2 separate regions of the Sus scrofa genome follow, and region 2 is linked to region 1. Evidence: chromatin contacts called from public Hi-C data. All regions are on one chromosome and are shown on one strand. The core of a region is the stretch at or near the end of the contact, and the rest is flanking DNA. Distances in the headings are between cores, read along the strand shown. Region 1 has its middle 14 kb from the start of MIR9-1. Region 2 has its middle 5.7 kb from the start of MEX3A.

What was found. Hi-C and Micro-C count contacts between places; a contact is called where the count stands out from the background.
Region 2: a Hi-C map of retroperitoneal adipose tissue shows a contact between it and region 1, with 2.9 times the contacts expected there. A contact is called at or near these places in 20 of 47 Hi-C or Micro-C datasets (alveolar macrophages, embryonic fibroblasts, fetal heart ventricle and 12 more) and 1 of 2 datasets of targeted methods (alveolar macrophages).

Annotation. Positions count from the first base shown.
Region 1 is chr4:93,643,229-93,649,182 of Sscrofa11.1, reverse strand. No RefSeq gene overlaps it. Among named protein-coding and RNA genes, the nearest start is that of MIR9-1, 14 kb to the left of the region's middle.
Region 2 is chr4:93,941,224-93,947,177 of Sscrofa11.1, reverse strand. No RefSeq gene overlaps it. Among named protein-coding and RNA genes, the nearest start is that of MEX3A, 5.7 kb to the left of the region's middle.

The DNA.
Region 1 (5,954 bases), core at 2,448-4,947:
TAACTCTGCTATCCTATGTATTTATAGAACATGATCATAGGCCAGAACAGCAGGGTAATTATAGCAATATTAGCATATATGCAAATAAGGTAACCTATATACACTGAATGGAAGCAGATTATTATTTATTCCTCCCCCCCCTCCGCGCTTCCTTCCCTGGTATCAGCTCTGGCTTCTCAGAGCTGCACACCAGCAATTATCTGACATTATAAGAGGGGGTTGTAGCCCTGGAGGAGGGGGCTGAGGGGAGCAGGACAAGAAAAAAAACTATAGGCGGGTTTTATCTCATTTTACTCAATGTTATTCTGGGAAGCCTAGAGAGGGGCTCAGTGAGAACCTTTTGAATTAACAAAGGGAGGGGGTATGGAGAGACAGAGACCTGAGAACAGAGACAGATGAAGCTAAAAGAGCTGAGAAGCAATGACAGAGACGGAGAGAGCCAGATCCACAGTTCAAAGGAGTGGAGAAGCCAGAAACCAAGTCGTAAACTCATACAGAAAGAGACACAGACACGAAGAATCCAGATCTGGAGAGCAAACAAGGATCTGGAGGCGGGAGGGATGGGCTTTCCAGGTTCACTTAGGCTTGGGCTTGGGGCAGCCCCAGGGCCCAGACCTTCCCTGTCCTCTGCTGGCTCCAGAGCCCAACCCATACTACCAAGTCCTTTGCCCTCTTTCTACCACCTAGTAAATGGTCAAGGGACCCAAGCAGAGGCTTTTGGTGCAGCATGTATTCCAACCATTACATGATAAGCACAAATTCAGGTAGGAAGTCCCACTCTCCAGCTTTCTTTCTCCCACCAGGGTTGTGCATCCCATTCGGTCGCCTCTCCAGCTAGATCTCATGCTTGGGTCTCTTGGGAGTCAGTCACACCACTTCCTCCCTTTTTATATTCTATCCTTCTTTTACTCAGACATTATTTATACCATATCCACAGTTGGGAAGTGGGACCTTGATAGTTTTCATTGCTTTTCCGTCATATTGTTCCCAGGACTTGCCCTACTGAGTTGGGTACCTCTTGCTTTACCTGGCTGCGTGGGATTCGGCTGGCACATGGCAGCCATGGGCGTCATATTACATGGGATTTCGGAGCCTCATATTATATATTCTTCCCTCCCTCACACTCAGAAGCCTCCAATCCCCAGGTGAATTAATGGAGTATCTCTGTTTGGCTCCAAAGCCCTTTTCACGTGCCTTGATATTCTTGTATCTCCATTCTGTTTCAAATGTCTCTCTCCAGGTACCACCAGCAATATGGCAGTATGGCTGTCTCTGTTTCAAACAAAAACAAAAACAAAAACAAAAACAAAAAAAACCTTTGCCCTTTTGAGGTAAACTTCAAAGAAGGTAATATGGGAGAGAGGGGATTACCAAAATTGTGGCAGTGTCCGAGGCCCAAAATGCCTGCTCCTGAGTGGCAGGAGGATGAAGAGGAAGGATCCTTGAGAAACAGAGACAGACACACAGAGACAGCAGCCAAAAGACTGAAAGGAAATAAAATTTCAAAGCTGCACTTAGATTTTTACACAAAAATGAAAATGTGTTGTCACATAAGTATATATAAACCAGCAGAATGAGTAGGCTTTATCACCAATGACCTCTGCATTACAATATGCTATGTATGTGTATTTATACCTGCTCTTGGATCTGGCTGTGTTTCTCTGTGGCCTTATAACACAGGATAGTAAAAGAGCTGAAGAGGCAGTGAGAGAAAGACAAACGGAGCAGAGGGGGAAACTGAGAGAGAGGCAGAGATGACCCAGAGACAGAGACCTTCGAGAGTGAAAATGAAAGGCTCTAAGAGGCACCAGAAACCCAGCCAAAGACAGGGCAGCCCCAGGCACTGAGAGCCAGCCAGCCCCAAAGACCATGCTTTCCATTCACTAGCTCACGTTAGAGACCTGGGATGGGGCCCTCAGTTCTGCCTGTTTCTTCCCTAGGCTCAGCTCAGAAATGGTGCGCAGATGTGCAGCTTCATCAAGCACATCCCTCTGCGTGCATCTGGAGTCTATCGGACAATGGATCGAACCCTCCCTGGGCCGCCCCTTAGACACCCATCTCCATGCAGCCTGGCATTCCTCGATGGGGATTCGCCCTCTTGGTGTTTCTATTTTGAGCTAGGCACTTTCCTGCTGCTGTGGATTTCCTGTAATGTCACTGAACTCCAAACCTATGGAGCTCTGTGTGTGCACATAAATATCTTATCTTCTCTCCTACAAAATTAATCTCCCTAGCAATCCAATTGGACATCTGTAAACCACACATTGCCCTGTGGGGTTGTCAGGAGCTGTCTGTGCATGGAGTGGGTTTGCGTATGGCATGAACACGTTTATGTTTTTACCTGGCACCGTCTATATGTACCGACACCTGCCTGCAGTCAGGCTCCACTATCATCCAGCATGTCTGGCCACCACTGGTGCTGCTATGGCCCAGGGCATCTTCCAAAACTAGGACTTCTGCGGTGCAATTCAGATAGTCTTTTACCCCAAAATTTCCCCCCACCCCCCTGCTAAAGCTGCCAAAACTCCCCTTTTTATGGCTTGATAATATATCAGATACGCCTGTTTCTCCCACAAACCAGTCTTTCCCCATAGAGTTCCCATGGCACCAAACAATCGCGGCTGCCCTGGAAAGGAGACAGACCTTGCCACAGAGGCTCAGGCTAGCACGCCAGCTTGATAACAAAACCTATGAGCTGGTGAGATTTTCTACTTGACATCTCCTTAAGTGTGTATTGGTACCTATATTTGTATACATATGTTACTTTTATTCTTAGAACCATATACATCTCCTCTGCTCATTTTCACAAAAATAATGGTCTCCATGTGGGCACCTGGCCAAACACTGGCACTGTGTGTGATACATGTGGCACAGAATACATACTGGCACACATATCCCATGCCTGCTTTATACTCTAACATGGTGCCATTTTCTTGGTGCAGTGCCCGCTTCTGTCTGCTTCACAGAGGGTTCTTTAGGTCTGATGCTCATTTCTGGGGCTCAGGCTCTTGGGTTGGGGCTGGATCTCTCAGCTAAACAAGCAGGCAATATTCCTCACCTCTGGAGCCCCACAACCTGAATCTAGGCAGAGGCACTGAACACTGGGTGGCTGTGGACACGGCTACTGCTGTGCCTGCTGATGAGACCAGGCAGGTTCCTTTCCCACAGCCTATGCTCTCCCCAGGGTCACCATTGCTTTGAGTTAGCATTGAAATCCCTCGGAGCTGCAGTATGTGTGTCTTCCCGCATCTCCGCGCTTTGTGTGTGTGTGTGTGTGTGTGTGTGTGTGTGTGTGTGTGTGTGGTTTGGGGCTGTAAGTGTGACATTTGTTGATCTCGCTGTGTTTGTAGGTGAGTGCTGTGAACGCGCGCGCCCTTGAGTCGGCTGTGAGGCTCCGTGTCTGTGTAGTTCGTGGACGTTGGTCTGCGGGCCCCCGAATCCCAGTGTGTGTGGATCTGTGGCCTCTACGCGTGAACTGCGGGTCTGTGCCTCTGTCCCTGGGCCCGGTCAAAGCCAGGCCGGAGCACGCCCGTGCAGCCCCCGCCGGCGCCCCTGCCTCTTACCGCCGCTTTCGCGGGCAGCAGCGGCTTCGGCTCCCGCTTCCGACAAAGTCCAGGCTCCGCAGCGATGCGGGGCTCGGGCTCGCCGGACGGCGCCAAGGGGGCTCCGGGTGGGAAGGGCAAGGCGTGGGAGCACCCTCGCTTCCTCCCCAAGGCGGGACGACCACGGAAGCCGCCGGACGCTGGGGTCGCACTGCCGCGGGCGCCCAGGAGAGGAAATGAAAGCACGAGAAGAGCCGAGGGAGGCGAGAAGTGAGCAGAAGAAAATAGAGAATCGGAAACAGAGAAAAAGGAAAAACAAAACCCACTTGAAAAGAAATAAAACGTTAAAACAAAAGCGATAAAATAACACTAAATGAAATAAAAAGGAAACACACCAAAGGCATTTAAAATGTTAAACTAAATTACGGAAAAGGCAAGGAAACAAAATGGAAAAGAAAAGGCTCCAAGGCGCCCGAGGCGAAAGGGGGCCTAGACGGGGCGACGCGGCGTTTGAGAGCTTCGGGGATCCCGGCAGCTGCGGCCGGGCCGAAGCCCAGCCCGCGGGGCCTCCTCTGCTCCCCGCCAGCTCCTGGGACCCGGGTCGGGCGAAAAACTCCGCTGGAGGGTCTGTTAGTCCCCACTCCCCAAGTCCAACAGCGGCGGCACTGAGGACCCCATACCTCCGCTGCCCCTCACCTCTGCTGCTGAACCCATCGCCGGGGAAAATAAAACAAAAAATGATCCTCAGATCCCCCGCCTGGCAGGGTCAGTTGTCCCTAAGGTTCGTATTCTTGGCCGAAGGCCCTTGTAGACCCTCGCGGTGCTCAGCAGAGCGTCGTCGGGAAAACCCTAGCTGGGTGAGAGTGGGGGACTGGGGATCTGCGGCCGCGCCGCTCCCTGCAGCGGCTCAGGGCTCCAGCCCCAGGCGGGAAGTCCTGACTGTGGTGCGGGGACTGGGGGCTGAGTAATTAATAACCGGGAGAAGCTAGGATGTAAGGGTAAGGGGAGCCTGGCAAGTGGAGGAGAAGGACGATGTGAGAGACAGAGAAGAAAAGAGGAGGCCAAGATAGGGGTGGATAAGAGAGGAAGAGATGCTGGAGAGAAGGAAACAGAGAGATACATAATGGAAAAGAGAGAGAGAAAAGGTGGTGGAAGGGCAGCAGGCAGCTCAAGGAGTTTGGCCAGAGGCCCTGACACCTCTTTCCCTCAAGCACTTTTGCCAAAGCTGCCAAATTCTGCATTTAGACCATGGGTTTCCAGTAGCAGATGGAAAGGCCACAACTCAGTAGCCTGCAATAGGCTCTAGAGAGTTAGAAACATGTAAACCCTGCAGAACTGTCTGTGGCTCTCAGAAGCAAAGAAAGGAGACATAGAGACTGTGAGGCACTAGGGAAGCTCTAACATCTTAGGGCAGGGAGAAGGTGCCTAAGAGACAGACCCAGCAAGCTGAAGTCCTTCGATCAAGGTGCAGAGCCGATTCCGAGATCCCAACCACCAAAAAGCTGGCTGAGTTCAGAGCTGACCCATAAGCCCCAGCTGATTTCAGTATCCTGGACTCAGTGGCCATTTCACTCCCAGAACACCTGAATAAATACCTACCCTGGTTCCCTCCACCCCCCACCCCATATCCTCGGTGTGAGGAATGGGCTGCTAGGGCCAACTATATGGGCTTGGCCAAGTCATTTCCTCCTTTATAAAAGGAGAGTCTGGGGCTGGGAGTCACAGTCCTTCCAGTGGATAGATTATCAGAGCCAAGAGGCAATGAGACCAACCTGAATTTGGCGGGGCACTCAACATCCCAGAATATTTTGGACGTCATCAGTAAACATATTGTGAATTAAATTTTAGCAAGGTATGGGCCAGCCTGAGAGAAAGCCACCAGCTGTGGGGGTGGGAGATGAGGAGTGGGCTACTTCTGTGGAAGAAACCCAAGAGAACAAGGAGCAAGAGGACTTCCCAGGAGGGCGAATAGCCAGACAGGGTGCTCTGGGCAGAGGGTGACATAAAGGTCAGACAGAGGGTGCAAGGTGTTGGGAAGAACACAGTCTGCAATGGCAGCTCCACCACTGGAGCTGGAGCTGGTTGAGTGACTGGAGCTGGTTGAGTGACTCAGCCAGTTACCTAAACTCTCTGAGCCTCCCTTCGGAACAGGTAAAATGGAGGAGAGGAAACCTACTTTTCAGGGCTATGAACTCAGTGAATTAATGCACCCAGTGTGTACCAGTTTGGCGCCTCATAGACACTCAAGACATAGTAACTTTCTTCCAGTCCAGGGTTGTTATGTTAGCCTTTTGATTTTTGGATTTGCTGGGGTGGGGGGGAGGAGAGGGGCTTGGGAGACAGGCAATGACTGTGGCTTGCTGCCTCTCCTCTCTGCCTTCTTGTTTTAACCAGTCTACAAATCCTTGTCTC
Region 2 (5,954 bases), core at 2,503-5,002, 300 kb before region 1:
CCTCATGGATACTAGTTGGGTTCGTTACTGCTGAGCCACAATAGGAACTCCCTTGGGAAGGGTTTTGATGAGTCCTTCTCTCACTCCCAGAGGCTGCTGGCCTCCTTTGTTTGGGAGACTCCCCTCTTCCACTGACACTTGTGTTGGCCAAGCTAGGTTTCTGTCCAGGGGTCCTCCTTTTCCTGGCTCCCCTTGTCTGCCCAATCTTGAATAATGACCATTAGGGCCGATGGCCTCACTTGTAAGCAATTTTGCTTGGAAATAGATAGCTGTGCCCACCCTACCCCACCCCTCACTCTCTGCCCATCACCAGAAATGTGTGTAGCTGACCTGTCTCTCCTTTTCAGGACTTAGAGGAGAGGACCAGGGGGTCTCATTTTTGTCAATGTCCCCCACCCTTCTCTCCCTGTGGTCAGGACACCACCCTGCCCCCGAGCAGAAGCTCAATAAGGGTGTGGTGAGCATAACTGTGTGTTCCAAGCTTCATGGTGTAAGAGGAAGGAGCTGGCCTCCGGAGCCAAACAGGCTGCTTGTTTTAGTTCTGCCCCTTGAGCAAACTGCTGAGCCTCGACACCCTCATCTCTCAAATGGAAATAATCGGGCAATTTCCTGTCACAGTGCCTGACGCATTTTAGGTGCTCAATCAATGTTAGTTTTTAGGCCCTGTTTCTCTCCCCTGGCAACTGACTTTAGCTAGACTGTGATCTTTATTTTATTTTATTTTTTGCTTTTGGGGGTTGCATCCGAGACATATGGAAGTTCCCAAGATAGGGGTTGAATCGGAGCTGCAGCAACACCGGATCTGAGCCGTGTCTGTGACCTACAGCACAGCTCACGGCAACACCGGATCCTTAACCCTCTGAGCGAGGCCAGGGATCGAACCTGAGTCCTCATGGATACTAGTTGGGATCGTTAACTGCTGAGCCACAAAGGGAACTCCCCATTCGTTAATTATAATTCATTCAGCTACTTCCTCTCGTGTCTTAGGATGTGCCAGGCACTGGGGGAGATCCTGACGCACCTTGAGTCACTTGAAGTCAGTTCCAGATCTAGACTTGCAGAAATAAGATCATCCCAAACAAACAGCAGAGAAATTCAAAAATAATTCCTGTCAAGCACTGGAATGCAGGCCATCGCTGCATATGTATAACACACATACACACACACACACACACACACACACACACAGAGCTTCAGGCCTGAGGAACAAAGGACCTGGTGGAGTTGTTGTGTTGGCTGTATGTGCAAGTGTATCTGTATGTGCCCACAGGTCTGGCTGCCAAGCAGAAAAGGTGACCCAGTTGAGAGTGGAGGCTGGAGGACAGGAGTGGCATGGGTGATCCAGACTGTGCTTATCTGTGTTTGGAGCTGTGTCCTTTCAGCAAACCTGGGCATTACTCTCTAGGTACCAGGTGCCAAGGGATGGGAGCCCCTGCCCTGCTCTATCCTTAGAGCCCCTAGGGAGGGAGGCAGATACAGGCAACTATCCCTGAGTTTGCCGCACCAAGCCTGCTGGCCCTTAGGGGAGTTATCTCATGCATCTCCCTCCTGCTCTCAGGATGTCTTCTCCATCTGTCCTTGTCAGCTGAACGTCCTCTTCTATGCTTTAGGGGATCTTCCTTTTCTTTTCTTTTCTTTTCTTTCTTTTTCTTTTTGTCTTTTTAGGGCTGTACCCTTAGCATATGGAGATTCTTAGGCTAGGGGTTAAATCGGAGCTGTAGCTGCAGCTGCAGCCACAGCACACAGCAATGCCAGATCTGAGCTGTGTCTGCAATTTACACCCCAGCTCACGGCAGCACCAGATCCTTAACCCACTGAGCAAGGCCAGGGATCGAACCTTCGTCCTCATAGATGCTAATTTCCGCTGAGCTGTGACAGGAACTCCTCCTTTTCTTAATACCCCTCCCTTATGGGAAGTCCAGCTTGTTATCTAAAGACCATCCTTCCTGCTGAGGGTGCAGCTAGTTTTCTCTCTGTTGCTGGAACACACTCAACTCACGAATTTCAGTCAATGAGAATGTACTGGGTAAAACTCTGCAGGACACGCAGAAGAAAGATCAGACCTGATCACCAGCCTCAGCAAGACACAGAAACTAGCCTCCGTGACACAGAGAACATAGCCAAACAGGATTAAATGTGAGGACAGGAGTTCCTGTCATGGCGCAGTGGTTAACGAATCCGACTAGGAACCATGAGGTTGCGGGTTCGGTCCCTGCTCTTGCTCAGTGGGTTAACGATCTGGCGTTGCCGTGAGCTGTGGTGTAGGTTGCAGACGCGGCTCGGATCCTGCGTTGCTGTGGCTCTGGCATAGGCCGGTGGCTACAGCTCCGATTAGACCCTTAGCCTGGGAACCTCCATATGCCATGGAAGCGGCCCAAAGAAATAGCAAAAAGACAAAAAAAAAAAAAAGTGAGGACAAGGCAGAGTCTTTGGGACTCGGAGGGCTACAGAGATTGGAGGAGAGAGGAGATCACTCTGGATCCTTCCGTTCTTGTAGACTCCATCTCCAAGGGCTTGGAAGCCCAGCCTGAGGTTTAGACCTGGACAGACAAACACTTCTCTGCTCCTCCCCTGGGGCCACTCCAGCACTCCCCCTACCAGGTCCCCTGTACTCTCTGATTTCTCCAGGGAGAGCCGCTCAGAGGGGCTGGGACAGACCGGGGTCCCCCAGGACAGCTGGCTGACAGGGCCCCTCTGGGATTTGGGGCTGGATCAGGCATCCAGGAGGCGGGTGATACCGGAGCTATGACAGTTGGTCCCCAGATTCCTCACCCAGTGGCGCCAGCTCTGGTTTCGGGCTGAGGCAAGGGGTGGGGGGGCACCTGGTACCAGGCAGAGCTGGGTGTTCTCTTGGGGCAGGGAGGGGGAGGCCGAGGCCAGAAACATGCCCTTGGAGGTTGTGAGGGAGGGATTTTTCCAGCGCCCTCTCTGTGTCAGGCACAGTGCTAGATGCTAACTGTGAATATGGAAGCATAAGACACAGTCTCTGGCACAGGTGAATTCATGGATATAAAAGACATACTCATTGTACAGACTATCATAGGTGGTAGGTGGTGGAGTTCCCCTTGTAGCTCAGCAGGTTAAGAATCCGACCGGTATCCATGAGGGTGTGGATTTGATCCCTGGCTTTGCTCAGTGGGTTAAGGATCCAGCATTGCTGCAGGCTGCAGTGCGGGTTGCAGACACATCTTAGATCTGGTATTTCTGTGTCTGTGGTGTAGGCTGGCATCTGTAGCTTTGATTCAGCCCCTAGCCTGGGAACCTCTATATGCCATGGGTACAGCCCTAAAAAAACAAACAAAAAAAAACAAACAAACAAACAAAAAAGAAAGAATAGCATAGGTGGACTAGAAATTGAATGAATAAAGGAACAGATTAGGAGTTCCTGCCATGGCTCAGTGGTTAACGAATCTGACTAGGATCCATGAGGTTGCGAGTTCAATCCCTGGCCTTGCTCAGTAGGGTAAGGATCTGGTGTTGCTGTGAGCTGTGGTGTAGGTCACAGACGCGGCTCAGATCGGGTGTTGCTGTGGTTGTGGTGTAGGCTGGCAGCTATAGCTCTGATTAGACCCCCTAGCCTGGGAACCTCCATATGCCATGAATGCAGCCCTAGAAAAAGACAAATAAATAAATAAATAAAGGAAGAGATTAATCAGTTATCTAATGGCTTTGTTTTACAGAGAGGAAGATTGAGGCCCAGAGAACCCAGGTCCTGTGACTCTCTTGTGCCTTCTGTCCCATTATGCTTCTTTTTTTCAGGAAAGGGAAGAGGAAGTTAGAGAGAGAAGGGCGGGAAGTGACTTGCTATTTCCTGAGTTTCGTTATTGCCAGGCTCTCTTCTTGGCATTTACAGACTTGATCCCATTTAATCCTCTTCGAAACTCTGGAAGGGGCCTGGAATTGCCATCTCTGCTTAACAGGGACCTATGGCTCAGAGAGGTTAAGTAACTCTCTCTGGTTACACAGGTGGTAAATGGACACTCCGTGTTCAAAACCAGATCTGTCTGACTCCCGAGACTAGGACCCCAGAGGTAAACAATGACACCCAGTGAGTGTCTGGAGACCAAGGAGAGAGTGATTTGAGAAGCCAGACCAGGAGAGGCATCCTAGATGAGGTGGATCTGGAGTCCCTGAAGGATGAGTGAGGTTCATTCAAGGGGAAAGGACTGGAGGGGAGACTGGAGATTGATGCCGGAGGTGCCCAGGAGCCTTGTTGGTTGGGCAGGTGGCCAGCTTGCCTGCACCCTGAGAAGCGGAGGACAGGTGGAAGAGCCTCTTTGAACTCTGGCCACGAGGTGGCGCTGCAGGCCAGCTGCTGGGAGCGGCTCTGGTGTTGGCTTGGACACTAGGGCCCAGAGGTTTCCTCTTTGCCCAGCTAAGTCTCCACGCCCAGTCCTGCCTCCTCAGGTGTCATCTCAAGCTTCCACCTTGCCCTCTTCTGGTGGGGCATCCAAAACCCCTCAGCTACCAGTCTATTCCTGACTCATGACAAAAACCCCAGGGGTTGTGACCTGCATATCCCCATGATCTGACCAGCTCCCCCAGGTCATCCTGAGCCCCTTCCAACTGATTAAGACTGGTTCATGTCCAGTTGCCCTCCTGAGTCCCTGGCAGACACTGTTCAGGGGACAGGCTAACCAAACAGGCGTTTGAATACAACCGACCTGGGTCTGAAGGGGAATAATAATAAAACCTACTTAATTAGGAGGTAAGAGTTTTCATCCAGTAAATATATATTGAACACTGGCTATGTCAGGCACTGTTTTAAGCACTGGAGATACATCACTGAACAAGACAAAGTCCTTACGCTCGTGGAGCGGATCTTCTGTGGAGGAGAAGAGGCAGAAGTAAACAAGCAGATTATGTAATTTCTGGTATTGGTAATTGCTGTGAAGAAAAAGCAGGGAGTTCCCTGGTGGTTCTGTGGGTTAAAGATCTGGCATTGTTACTGCTGTGGTGGGGCTCAGGTCACTGCTGTGGCGCAGGTTCCATCCCTGGCCTGGAAACTTCTTTTTTTTTTTTTTTTCTTCGTCTTTTTGCCTTTTCTAGTGCCGCTTCCGTGGCATATGGAGGATCCCAGGCTAGGGGTCCAATTGGAGCTGTAGCTGCCGGCCTACACCACAGCCACAGCAATGCGGGATCTGAGCTTCGTCTGTGTCCTACACCACAGATCATGGCAATGCCGGATCCTTAACCCACTGAGCAAGGCCAGGGATCGAACCCACAACCTCATGGTTCCTAGTCAGATTCGTTAACCACGGAGCCATGGCAGGAACTCCTGGCCCGGAAACTTTTGTAAGTCACAGACGTGGCCCAAAAAGCCTCCCTCCATCCCCCCCAAAAAAACCAAAGCAGGATATGGGGGTGGAAATGTGTGAGATGGTTAAATGAGAAAGACCAGTATTGTTGTATGGTTTTAACTGGGCAGATATAAAGCAAGTGCCTGGTATCGTGTGAGCTATTGTTACTATTATTTTGTTCTCTTTGCTCTGCCCTTCTCTATCCCCATGTTCCCTGTCCTCTGTCCCACATTCTCCCTGCCTTCTGCAAGCAGTTCCTGCAAGGAAAACAGGTGCTGGCTTGGAACTAGGAGTCCTGAGGTTTTAGTCCTGGCTCTGCCACAACAGTCCAAACCCATTCCCCCCATCCCCACTTCCGGTAAATGACATCACCCTCCATCCTGTTGCTCAGGTCAGAAATCTGGAGCCTCCTCCTTCTTCCTCTTCTTCTTCTCCTCCTTCTCCTTTTTCTTCTTCTTCTTCTTCTTCTTTTTTTTTTTTTTTTTTTTTGTCTTTTAAGGCCACACCCACAGTATATGGAGGTTCCCAGGCTAGGGGTTGAATTGGAGCTACAGCCACAGCAACTCTAGATCCGAGCTGCATCTGCGACCTACACCACAGCTCATGGCAATGCCAGATCCTTAACCCACTGAGTTAGAGCAGGGATCGAACCTG